Linked DNA regions of Danio rerio: regions 2 and 3 are each linked to region 1. Evidence: chromatin contacts called from public Hi-C data. All regions are on one chromosome and are shown on one strand. Each heading gives the region's core, a stretch centred on a gene start, on an enhancer-like site or on the middle of the called end of the contact. The rest is flanking DNA. Distances are from core to core; before and after follow the strand shown. Region 1 has its middle 220 kb from the start of nr2f2. Region 2 overlaps nr2f2 (nuclear receptor subfamily 2, group F, member 2). Region 3 has its middle 24 kb from the start of nr2f2.

Region 1 (3,352 bases), core at 296-2,795:
ATAACCTGAACTGAGAAAAAGGAAAATACCTGGAAAAAAAAAGAAAACAGAATGAACCGGGGCAATTGGGGTCCCCCTGTCGCATTTACACTTGGTAGGGATTTTTAAGGGCCTAGTCTAGCTTATCACATTATTAGCCATTAAGAGACATAAAAAGCTCCCTGTGCTTATTGCACTACAGAGGCCCGCTGAGCTTACAAACACCTCTTTTATTTCTTCTCAACTGTTTGGAACACTGTTGCTGCTCGGCCATAAAATATTCTTGAAATTTTAAGATTGTGTTATACATTTAGGATACATTTCAATGGGAAAATTAAACAGGACAGGTTAGTTTTAAAAGTAGGCTTCTAAACTTGTTTAATGCTTGGCTATATTGATTAATATTTTTGTATTACTCATTTAACGTCTCATTTTTATTATACACACTTTGTAGTCTATTAGATTCTCCTCGTATTTAATAAAATGTATAATTGAGCTTCAAATCAATTAGGCTACTGTTAGGAGGTTATTCATTATCAGAAAATAAAGCAGGAAATATTTAAAATGAACTAATTATATTATTGAATCAGTATTAAACGGATTTTATATTATATGAATTGTACTGGGGAAAGCGCTAATAAATTAACGGCTGTTATGATCATATCTGGTGAGGGTGTGTTATTTAAACATTAAACGAATTGTATTTGCAAAACAATTACAATGCGAAATTGTCAATACAAATTTTAACAAGTGTTTAGCAGTGTGTTTTCACAGCTCAACCGCGATTCAAAAAGGCTACTAGTCTCCAGAGAAAATAGGAAATTATTTTGATCAAAATAAAATATAACAGAGATTAAATGAAGCGATTTGACTTTGTCCATTAAACAACTTGTCACTTACAACTACAACAAGAACAAGAACAACAACAACAACAATAATAATAATAATAATAATAATAATAATAATAATAATAATAGTTTATCCTATGCCTTAAGCGCAATGTTTTACAGTGTAAAACAGACGCCGTGTTTCTTTTCTAGTTTCATAAATAACGGCTCACTTTCTATCGCATAATTAGAGCCTTAATATGGCAAAAAAAAAAAAAAAAAAAAAATGAAAGAAAAAAATTGAAAGAAAAACCTGTGACAGTGCCATTACAATGTATTGTAGAACAGACAGCAAACACTGGATCCTGGCGATGTTACAGAGATGTTCTTTTCCCCAGCCTATAAAAGAATAAACAGACAACATGCTCTGAGAGAGAGAGAGAGAGAGAGAGAGGGAGAGAGAGAAGGAGAGAGAGTCTTATCGCAATCCAGACAGCGTTATAGTGATTCATAGCGGTCATTTAAGCGATAATACACTCATTCACAATACTAACAAACACGCGCCCACAGTTATCTGTAAAGTTAAGTCGGTTGGACGCAGGGCGCGGAGCAGGAGGGAGAGATTCAAGATGGTGGTGACTGAGAAATTGACAGGTTAATTTTGGTGCCGATAATAAGAGGAGCACACGGGCAGAAACGAAGGTGCAGAAGACAGTGCTCTACAGCTTGGGTGCAGCGCCATCTATCTTTAACTTATGGTGCAGCAAAAGTTGCCTTGAGTCAAGTAGGCTACTTTAGTGTGTTAAGCGACATTTGAGTAAGATTGATTTTTTTAAAATGTTTTGGTAATGCCTTATTAAATTCTCAAATTGTTATTAGTATTTTTTTTTTTTTATTATTGTAACGTTATTGCATCAATAATGTGTAAATCATAATAACTCCGGATTTTAGTTGCTGTGTATTGAATGTTGAACTCTGTATAGAAATTAAAATATCCTTACAGTTTTTAAAGGTATATTTAAATATATAATTAATTTGGTTTATCTAATTCTGACAAACTTGAAACCATAGTAGTTAATATATAATAAAATCTTAGTAGGCCTATATTAAATACAATTAAAAATAACTAAATATATTTAACAAATTGGTAGGTGTTTACAGTTTAATACATCTGATTAAATTAAACGTGACGCATAAAATAAAAATATATTTAGCTTGCAATTAAAGTGAGTAAACCTCCTAAAATATTTTTTCAACACTCGTTTTCCATTCCTATTTTTTATCATCCTCTGTCTTTGTTTATTTTACCATTTACATTTTACTATTATAGTTTTATATATTTATTATTGTGATAAAAAAATCAATTGTGTGAGTTAGCCTGCATGATATTATAAAATATATAGGCTACATTAAATACTAATAATAAGTTTGATCATGCGGTCCGGCATGTATGCGGCAGTTCCATACAGGAAAGGAACGCAAACTTTTTTTCTCGTAATTGTGTTTCTGGAAAGCATAATATTTATCTAAGCATTACCAAAACCTTAATTGTTTGCAGGTTATTATATGCACGAATTTATCTACAAAACACTCTTATTTATCGAGCGTGTGTGTGTGCGTGTGTTTGAATGGCCATTTCTCTCTTATTTCTCTTTGATCTGTATTGCTTTTGTTTGTGATGTAAAAATTATTGGAAATTATTCTTTTTATATTGATTAAAAAATCACCGTCACATGGTTTTGAACTATTTAGCATGCAGTTGGCAAACTAGTCAAGAAATCAGTATCAGCCTTAATTAGCAGCTACAAACTCCTCGACTAGGTGGGAGAATGTTTCAGGAAAGGTTAGAGAGGTTTCTAAATCTGACACATATTTCTGCCGCTTGTCAGTACAATGTGCAGAGTCGGCAAGCTTCTCTAATTAACTCTCCCCTCTCCATGGCTTTATATGAATCAGCATGCAACATTACCATAATGATATAGTATTATTGTCGTTCCTATACGTCTCTCTGTGTTGAAATAATTCCAGGCCTTTCTTTTTTTTCTCGCACAAACATGTTTACGCCGTTTTGTGTATTTCTGTTTACGTTTTTTCTCCCTTCTGTTATCGCAACGTGACATTCCGTGCAAAATGTTTGTTTACAGAAATGTTTACTTTTCTTTTTGATAAATAGTTTTATCCACTTTAACCAAAAATATCAAAACATCTCAAACTTTTAAAAGCAATAAAGCAATATATTCGTGCGCAGTAAATACATAAATAAATAAATAAATAAATAAATAAATAAATAAATGCACATACAGATATATGTATAAATACACATATAACAAAATAAAATAAATAAATCAATAAATAAATAAGAAACAAGCTGGACTTTAGGCGCAGTGAACAGTACTTAAAAGGCAACCTATTTTGACCCAATTAGTGTATTTCTCTGGAGCTTGCCTGTTGTACAGCTCCCAAGACCACGATCCCTTCTGGGTTCTTCTGAATTGAATTTGCTGGCTCTTAGATGCCTCTGCCCATCTCCCAATAGCGTACCCGTT
Region 2 (3,352 bases), core at 383-2,882, 210 kb before region 1:
TGCCAGAGCACTATTATTGTGCCAGTGTGTTACGTTTCATGCCACCATTCTACCTGATAAGACATCCCCCCAAAAAATAAATATTTCTCAAAATGGATGCAGAAGCAATACTCAACTCTGCAAAAAAAACTGCCATTTACTTATGTGCGCCACACCAGTGTTTGCAAAATGTCATCTTATCGGTTTTTGAGAGTTACGACCTGCTTCCATTTTTTATATTTGGATTTTGGGGATGATCGTCGGGTTGTAATGCAAAAAGTATAGCAAAGTATTTGATTTTACAGTTAAAGAAACCCTCCCACTTAAAATTTTCAAATGTATTACAGACGCTTACCTAAGGTTGCGCCCAAGCGAATTTTCGCTCAAGTGTTTAGCCACAGTAAACTGTATTTGTGAACGTGGGGAAATGATGGGTCATCATTCTTATAATGATAAAGCAGCAGTATTAATAAGACGTCCCTAAAAAATACCCCTCAACACTTAAAGCATTAAAGTGCCTGTACAGCGCAAATGTGTTATTAACGGTTACTGAAGTCTATACACCATGGGGAACACGCTTAAAATTTACAAAGTAAGTCTTATAATTGTTCATTTCACTTGAGGGAAAAAACAAGTAGAGGCAGTATTCTTGTAAATATAGGTCAATTCATTTCAAGGACTTTTCTTTATACAGCGTATATGTGATTAAGAATAAAACTGTGGTTGCCAATTTTTTCGGTAATACAAATGTCTTCAAATGAGTGACAGACTTAGCTAGTAGCACTGAAAGATCTGTTTGTAATGTACATACATATTAAGAGAAATGTTTTTTTTTTCTTTCTTTTTCATGTATTTAGACTGTGAATGCATGGCCACAGGTCGCTAACCTATTTTACCTTTGATATATATATATATATATAAATGTAAATGTTTTTGACTGTATAGATATAATCTGTGCATTCAGTACACTAGCCCTTGTATTTAAAACGACAAAAAGGAAAAAAAAGTTCGACGATAGGTTGACACTTAACAGGGTGAGCTGGTTTGGAAAGGGGTGGCTATTTTGACTTGGTGTTCTGCTCCTTTTCGGTCTGTAACAGATGCCTTGTGTGTGTATGTGTGAAAGCTTGCAATTTCGTCCTTGTTTTGAGGCTTTTCTTCAACACACAAGACACCATGTTGTGATTGGATAAAAAGGGATCATATTGTGTAGTTGATTGAACAGTTATTTTGGGCTGTTCTCTGCCACATATGGACCAGTGAATGATACATGATTGTAATTATGAACAGTTTAAACTGACCCACGTTTTTATATAAATATATAAAATATATTACTGCAGGGTATTGATAACGTATAGATACTTTTTTATTATTATTGATTATTATTAATTGCAAGTGATATACGTGAGTGTGTGTGGAAGTTTATAGTTGAAAACAATTCTTGTTTGTTTGTGTTAGCTTATTGTAAACAAGCATTCTGCTGTAAATTTGTTCTTGGTATTAAATTATAATTTATGAATTTGAAATCAAAAGGCTTTCTATGTTGTGTTATTCATGATTAACGGACAAATCTGTCTGTTCAATCTGACAGTGGAGTCATGCTGTCTCAAACTGCTGAAGGCTGGGTTTACTTGTGCGTGTATGTCTGTGTGTTTGAGAGAGAGAGAGAGAGAGAGAGAGAGAGATTGGATTGGGGGTGCGAGGGTAACTCTTAGGTTTGCTATGGGAAATTGTCCATTTTGTTACGTCTAAATTTGGCTATGTAAATACACGTGCTAAGTGCAACAGACTAATGTAAAAGGCTACGCTTTTTATTTGTCTCTTTACACTACTTTTTCACATTAACCCCCATCCATCCTTGATAAAAACAAATATCAAGCACCATGTCATACTTCTTACCAGCTATAGACTGTGTGCGTCTGCACAGAGGTTATTGCTCATTGCCTTGTTGGATATCACTTTCTATTTAAATATATAACATTTTCCCGGAGCAGGTACTGACACGTCGGAACTGAAGTCGCGATGAAATACAACATTGGATGTTCAATACATGTCAAATAAAATGCCATCTTGTTGTAAACGTGACAAATGACAAAATGCAGACTACTATTTATTCTACCTTGAAAGCGGTATTTTATGTGTCACATTTAGGGCTATCTGTTAGAGGACACCAAGCGTGTGAAGCTATCCTGTAAACTGCGCCTTCAACTTGGTGTCCTATTAGTTGAGTCAATATGGCGTCTTGCAATTCAACGCAAGCTACGGCTCCCCGGAGCAAAGCGGTGTCTTGTAATAGAAACCACATTGCATGGGGGAAAGGCCCCCTCAAATGGCAATAAGGCCCAAAAAGGCTTCAGACACCAGTGGTGTTAAAGTTTTTGTAAAGAGTCTAAGAGTCCTAAAATTCAAAGATTTGCTTGATATTTTATAGGCAGTATAATTAAAACTCCTCCAACCACCAATATATTTAAGTAATGCTATAGCCAAATTTAACAAGATCATGAAAGTTCCTTAGCTTCTCCCTGAAATTAAAGAAAAATAAAAAAAATTAAACAAACGTCCATGTCTTTGACTAAATTGTGGCTGTAAGAAAACAAAAGTTAGTATCCTGATCTGAAAAAGCAACTTTTGATGGTTGAGTAATACTGTTACGGACAATAGGCCTGCCTAATCAAACCACTGCTGCCACCATTAATTGTTTTAACCGCATAATAACCATGATTATAACAATAACACAGTTTTTTATTAAATCATACAAAGCCTAATAATCTTTATTTCCCAAGTAGCCTAAATAAATCTACACACACACTTTTTTCAGCAAATGTTCAGAGCCCTACCGTAAGTGATCGGGAAGGCAAGAGTTATAACATAATTCTGGTAAGTTTATTTGTTTCAGGGCTATTGGTAAACAGGCTTGTTTAGATGACCGGAAATGATTGACGGATGTTTGTTATTGTTTTAAACGTGATCCAGGATGTGTGTTTGATGAGAGCGCTAATGCATGTAGCAAAGGAAAGCTTGTAATTATGACACAGTGATGAGACCTATTAACTACTAGAGATACTGTTAGTAGTTGCCTGATAATTGCATTGACATTACTGCTTAAAAACAGTTCCAGTATGTAAGTATTTGCTACAAACTCCGTCGTACACAAACTTAGTATGCTACGAGGCAGCATATTTTGTCAAATAGGAATTGTGCGTTTCTTCGCTTTAAATGCACGTTTTGCTTTGATAGGCTTACCAAAGCAGGTTAGCAGTAATTTGGATCATGGCTTCACAGGCTTGATTTTAGTTGACAGAGCGTGTGTTGAGGCTGAACTCTATAATTTGCACTTCTGTTCTTTTATTAGCGTCGGACAACGAACTAATGA
Region 3 (3,352 bases), core at 608-3,107, 200 kb before region 1:
AACAAAAAAATTCTTGCTGGGAACTGTCTGACAATTATTAGGTAATAAATCTGAAGAATGGAAATGTGGTTTGAAATGATAGGTAATATTTAATTTGATGTTTGTTTTCTATTTCAGCTTAAAGAGATTTTTCCATGTCCCTAAGCATTTAAAAAAATAAATCAATCAATAAAAATCACGATAAATACATTTGCTTTCAGTTTATTTACTGCATATACAGTACCATAAGTGATGTGTGGGTTAATAGATGAGTTTCACATCGAATCAGTTTTCAAGGCCCTGCACATTTCAAGGTTGGTATTTCTTTGATTCTTTTCTACTTGCTCTTTGTGAAATTGATGTCTTTTAAGGTTAAAAAAATAGCATTTTCTCAATCCATCCAGGATTATTACATCCAGTGTTTTTTTTTTTTTTTCAAGTGAGCATCACATATTAACTTACACAAACTTGTCAAAATGAGATGGCAGACTTTTTGTGCCCATTTAATATTAATATCATCTTAATTTGTATGACTTTTTAAAACTTAAAACATGCATAAAATATTGCTTAAACATACTTATGGAATAAGCCTTAAAATACATAAAGGTATAAATGTATCCTTCTGGGATTCATCTTGAGATTTGAAAGTACTTATAATGGCATAACTACAGTGCTCAGCATATATAAGTACACCCCGCACAAATCTATCTTTTAAATGTTTTTTTACAGGAAGTTACAAAATTATTCAATATTTGTGCATATACATTAGATTAGTCAGGACTGAAGGCAAATCTGTAGTTTATCTTACAAAATAACTTATGATAACAGTCCAATAACTAGTACACCCAAATTTATATGTTATAGAAAAATATTAAATATAAATTTAAAAAAGAGGAAAAATCAAGAAAAGCAAAAAAAAAAAAAAACATTGTTGAAATTTTGTAGGTTGTAAATTTTTTTTTTGTGATATTTTGCTTGAATCTAATTGTATTATCTTTCAATTTCTAAATATGTTTGGTGACTAAAATATTATTTTAATAAATGTATGTTTAATAAATCTGTTTTGTTTAAATACACTAAAATGCATTACCTATATTCTCTGAGAAGTGGATAAAAGTTTTCATTTTCCAAATGGGGTGTACCTATTTATGCTGAGCACTGTATATCAATGCTTTAAACAAGCATTGATAATTTTTTACAGCCACAATGTTTTCATTTTATTATACATTTTATTGATGCAAACTATTGTTTTTCTTTAGCCTATGTTTATGGTAAAACAGAAATCAAAATGCATATATTTACTTCTTTAAATCCACAGGCCTTGTCCCCTGCCTGCCCTTATAATCCCCTGGCATGTGTCTGTGACATCACATGGCTGCTGGCTCCAAGTCCCCGTCTCCCTGCAACTGTCGTTAACTCTACCAACAAATGAAAAATGACTGGGAGACTCATTGGCTCCCACCAATGACCTTGGGTATTATTAGAATGACCTCTCTTTGGCTTGACCAAAAAACCTTTTGATATCATTGCTGGAAGTGCACGAAATGATGGCCTCACTGCCGTTGGGAAAAGCAGAGAGGGGGGATGGGACGAAAAAGACTGTCTGAGAGGTTGGTGTTGTGTAAAAGTATATCTCTTTCTCCAGTTGCCGCACGCATAAATACTTAATTAGGGGACACAACCTGAGTTATTGTGCTCACCATCATCTTGACCCTCTTTAACGACGACAAGCAATATTTTGGTTTTACATTGCAGTGAGATGAAAGGAAAGGCTATAGAGCAAAAGCGCTAGCGTTGATCTGGATTTGTGTCAGTACTTTGACAGTACTTTTTAGCCTGTATAGTGGTCAAGTGCAGCAGGGGGTGGCGCATCTGTGCACCGGTTCAATCTAAAAGGAGGAGTTGTGGCTGTGATGGAATGGCAGTGTCTAGAAGTTTGAGGCTGTTCTTCATAGCCTCTGTTTGGCGCAGGTCCAGGAGGAATCACTGCAGGTTATTGACGGTGGGTGGAAGTCCTGCCCACGCAACAGCACATGCACAGATGTTTTACAGCCTTCTGATACAGCAGACGTATCAAAACGTGTGTGTTTGCTGCTGCTGCGGCCCAGTGAAGAAAAAGGATAAAGCGTGACGAGGGCCAATGGCTATTTGATGTCCACACTTTCTAGGATCAAGGTTGTTCTTTTCTTTCTAACAAAAATGTTAGAAATGGTGTGTTTGAAAAAAGGAGCTAAGGTAGTAACTGATTCCTAAAATATATCTCATAATTAATTTAAATTATGTTTTAAAAATATGAGAGTAGCTTTTTTTTTTTTTTTTTTTTTTTACAATTTGAAGGATTGCCTAATATTCACAAAATTGCAGTAGTTATTTATTTGTCTATTTACTACCTTCGTAGATTTTCCCCAAATCTTTTTATGTTTTACTTTTTGCTTTCTAAACAATCTGCTGCTTTTTGTTGGTTCTGAAAGTGGTGGAACTGCAGTAATTAGAAGGTCACACTGCATAAAAATAAGCATTTCATCTTGTTAAGAAAGTTTTAATAATTATTAAATTATTTATTTACTTACATTTTAGGAGGTGATTATTGTGAACATTCAACTCGAACCCTGGCCTCAACAATCTTCTTGGAATGTATCTTTTAAAGGAATAAAAATTCTAAATAAATGAAAATACAATAAAAAATATAAATAATATACTTTAAAGAATGTCATTAACTAATAGTCATTGAGCTGCTTAATATTCATTATTATTATTATTATTATTATTATTATTCCTACAATGAAGCTCAATAGCTACATGTGGCCAATATGGTTCAAAATATATTGTACAAAAATTATTTTTGCAAAATTGTTGCAAACAATTTATAAGGGTTGAATTTAAACAAATTAAATTTAGTAATGTTCAACGTACTTTGTTTAAATTCAGCCCAAACAAATTGTTTACAACCACTTACCCTTATAGTACAAATATAGTAAATCTAAGGAATCATCTTTTAATCTTTTGTGTTTGTGTGTTTGTGTGTTTGTGTTTGTGTGTGTGTTTGTGTGTGTGTGTGTGTGTGTGTGTGTGTGTGTGTGTGTGTGTGTGTGTGTGTGTGTGTGTGTGTGTGTGTGTGTGTGTGTGTGTGTGTGTGTGTGTGTGTGTGTGTGTGTGTGTGTGTGTGTGTGTGTGTGTGTGTGTGTGTGTGTGTGTGTGTGTGTGTGTGTGGCTTTTGTTTAAACAGTGAAGGAAACTACTAAAGGTCTGGAACAAAATGGGTCAGTAAATAGTGAATACATTTTTATTTGGGTGAACTATCCCTTTAAACAATTAAATACGTTTTTTAAATAAACATGCTCATACTTTTACATTCTTTTTATTAAATTTGTCA

The links. A called contact is a pair of places that touch in the nucleus more often than the background predicts.
Region 2: a Hi-C map of an unstated tissue shows a contact between it and region 1, with 5 times the contacts expected there. The contact joins two enhancer-like sites. A contact is called at or near these places in 7 of 18 Hi-C or Micro-C datasets (caudal fin, embryo, fibroblasts and 3 more) and 3 of 4 datasets of contacts at active chromatin or transcription factors (caudal fin, embryo and gastrula embryo).
Region 3: a Hi-C map of embryo shows a contact between it and region 1, with 2.4 times the contacts expected there. The contact joins two enhancer-like sites. A contact is called at or near these places in 6 of 18 Hi-C or Micro-C datasets (caudal fin, embryo, fibroblasts and 1 more).

Annotation. Positions count from the first base shown.
Region 1 is chr18:25,077,429-25,080,780 of GRCz12tu, reverse strand. No RefSeq gene overlaps it. Among named protein-coding and RNA genes, the nearest start is that of nr2f2, 220 kb to the left of the region's middle. Within about 2 kb of position 1,545, at least 24 of the 62 cell types and tissues checked have an H3K27ac peak or open chromatin away from gene starts, as enhancers often do.
Region 2 is chr18:25,290,096-25,293,447 of GRCz12tu, reverse strand. It overlaps nr2f2 (nuclear receptor subfamily 2, group F, member 2), which reads left to right. Exons shown (of 3, transcript NM_131183.2): 3 at 1-1,511. Among named protein-coding and RNA genes, the nearest start is that of nr2f2, 7.3 kb to the left of the region's middle. Within about 2 kb of position 1,632, at least 6 of the 62 cell types and tissues checked have an H3K27ac peak or open chromatin away from gene starts, as enhancers often do.
Region 3 is chr18:25,273,011-25,276,362 of GRCz12tu, reverse strand. No RefSeq gene overlaps it. Among named protein-coding and RNA genes, the nearest start is that of nr2f2, 24 kb to the left of the region's middle. Within about 2 kb of position 1,857, at least 4 of the 62 cell types and tissues checked have an H3K27ac peak or open chromatin away from gene starts, as enhancers often do.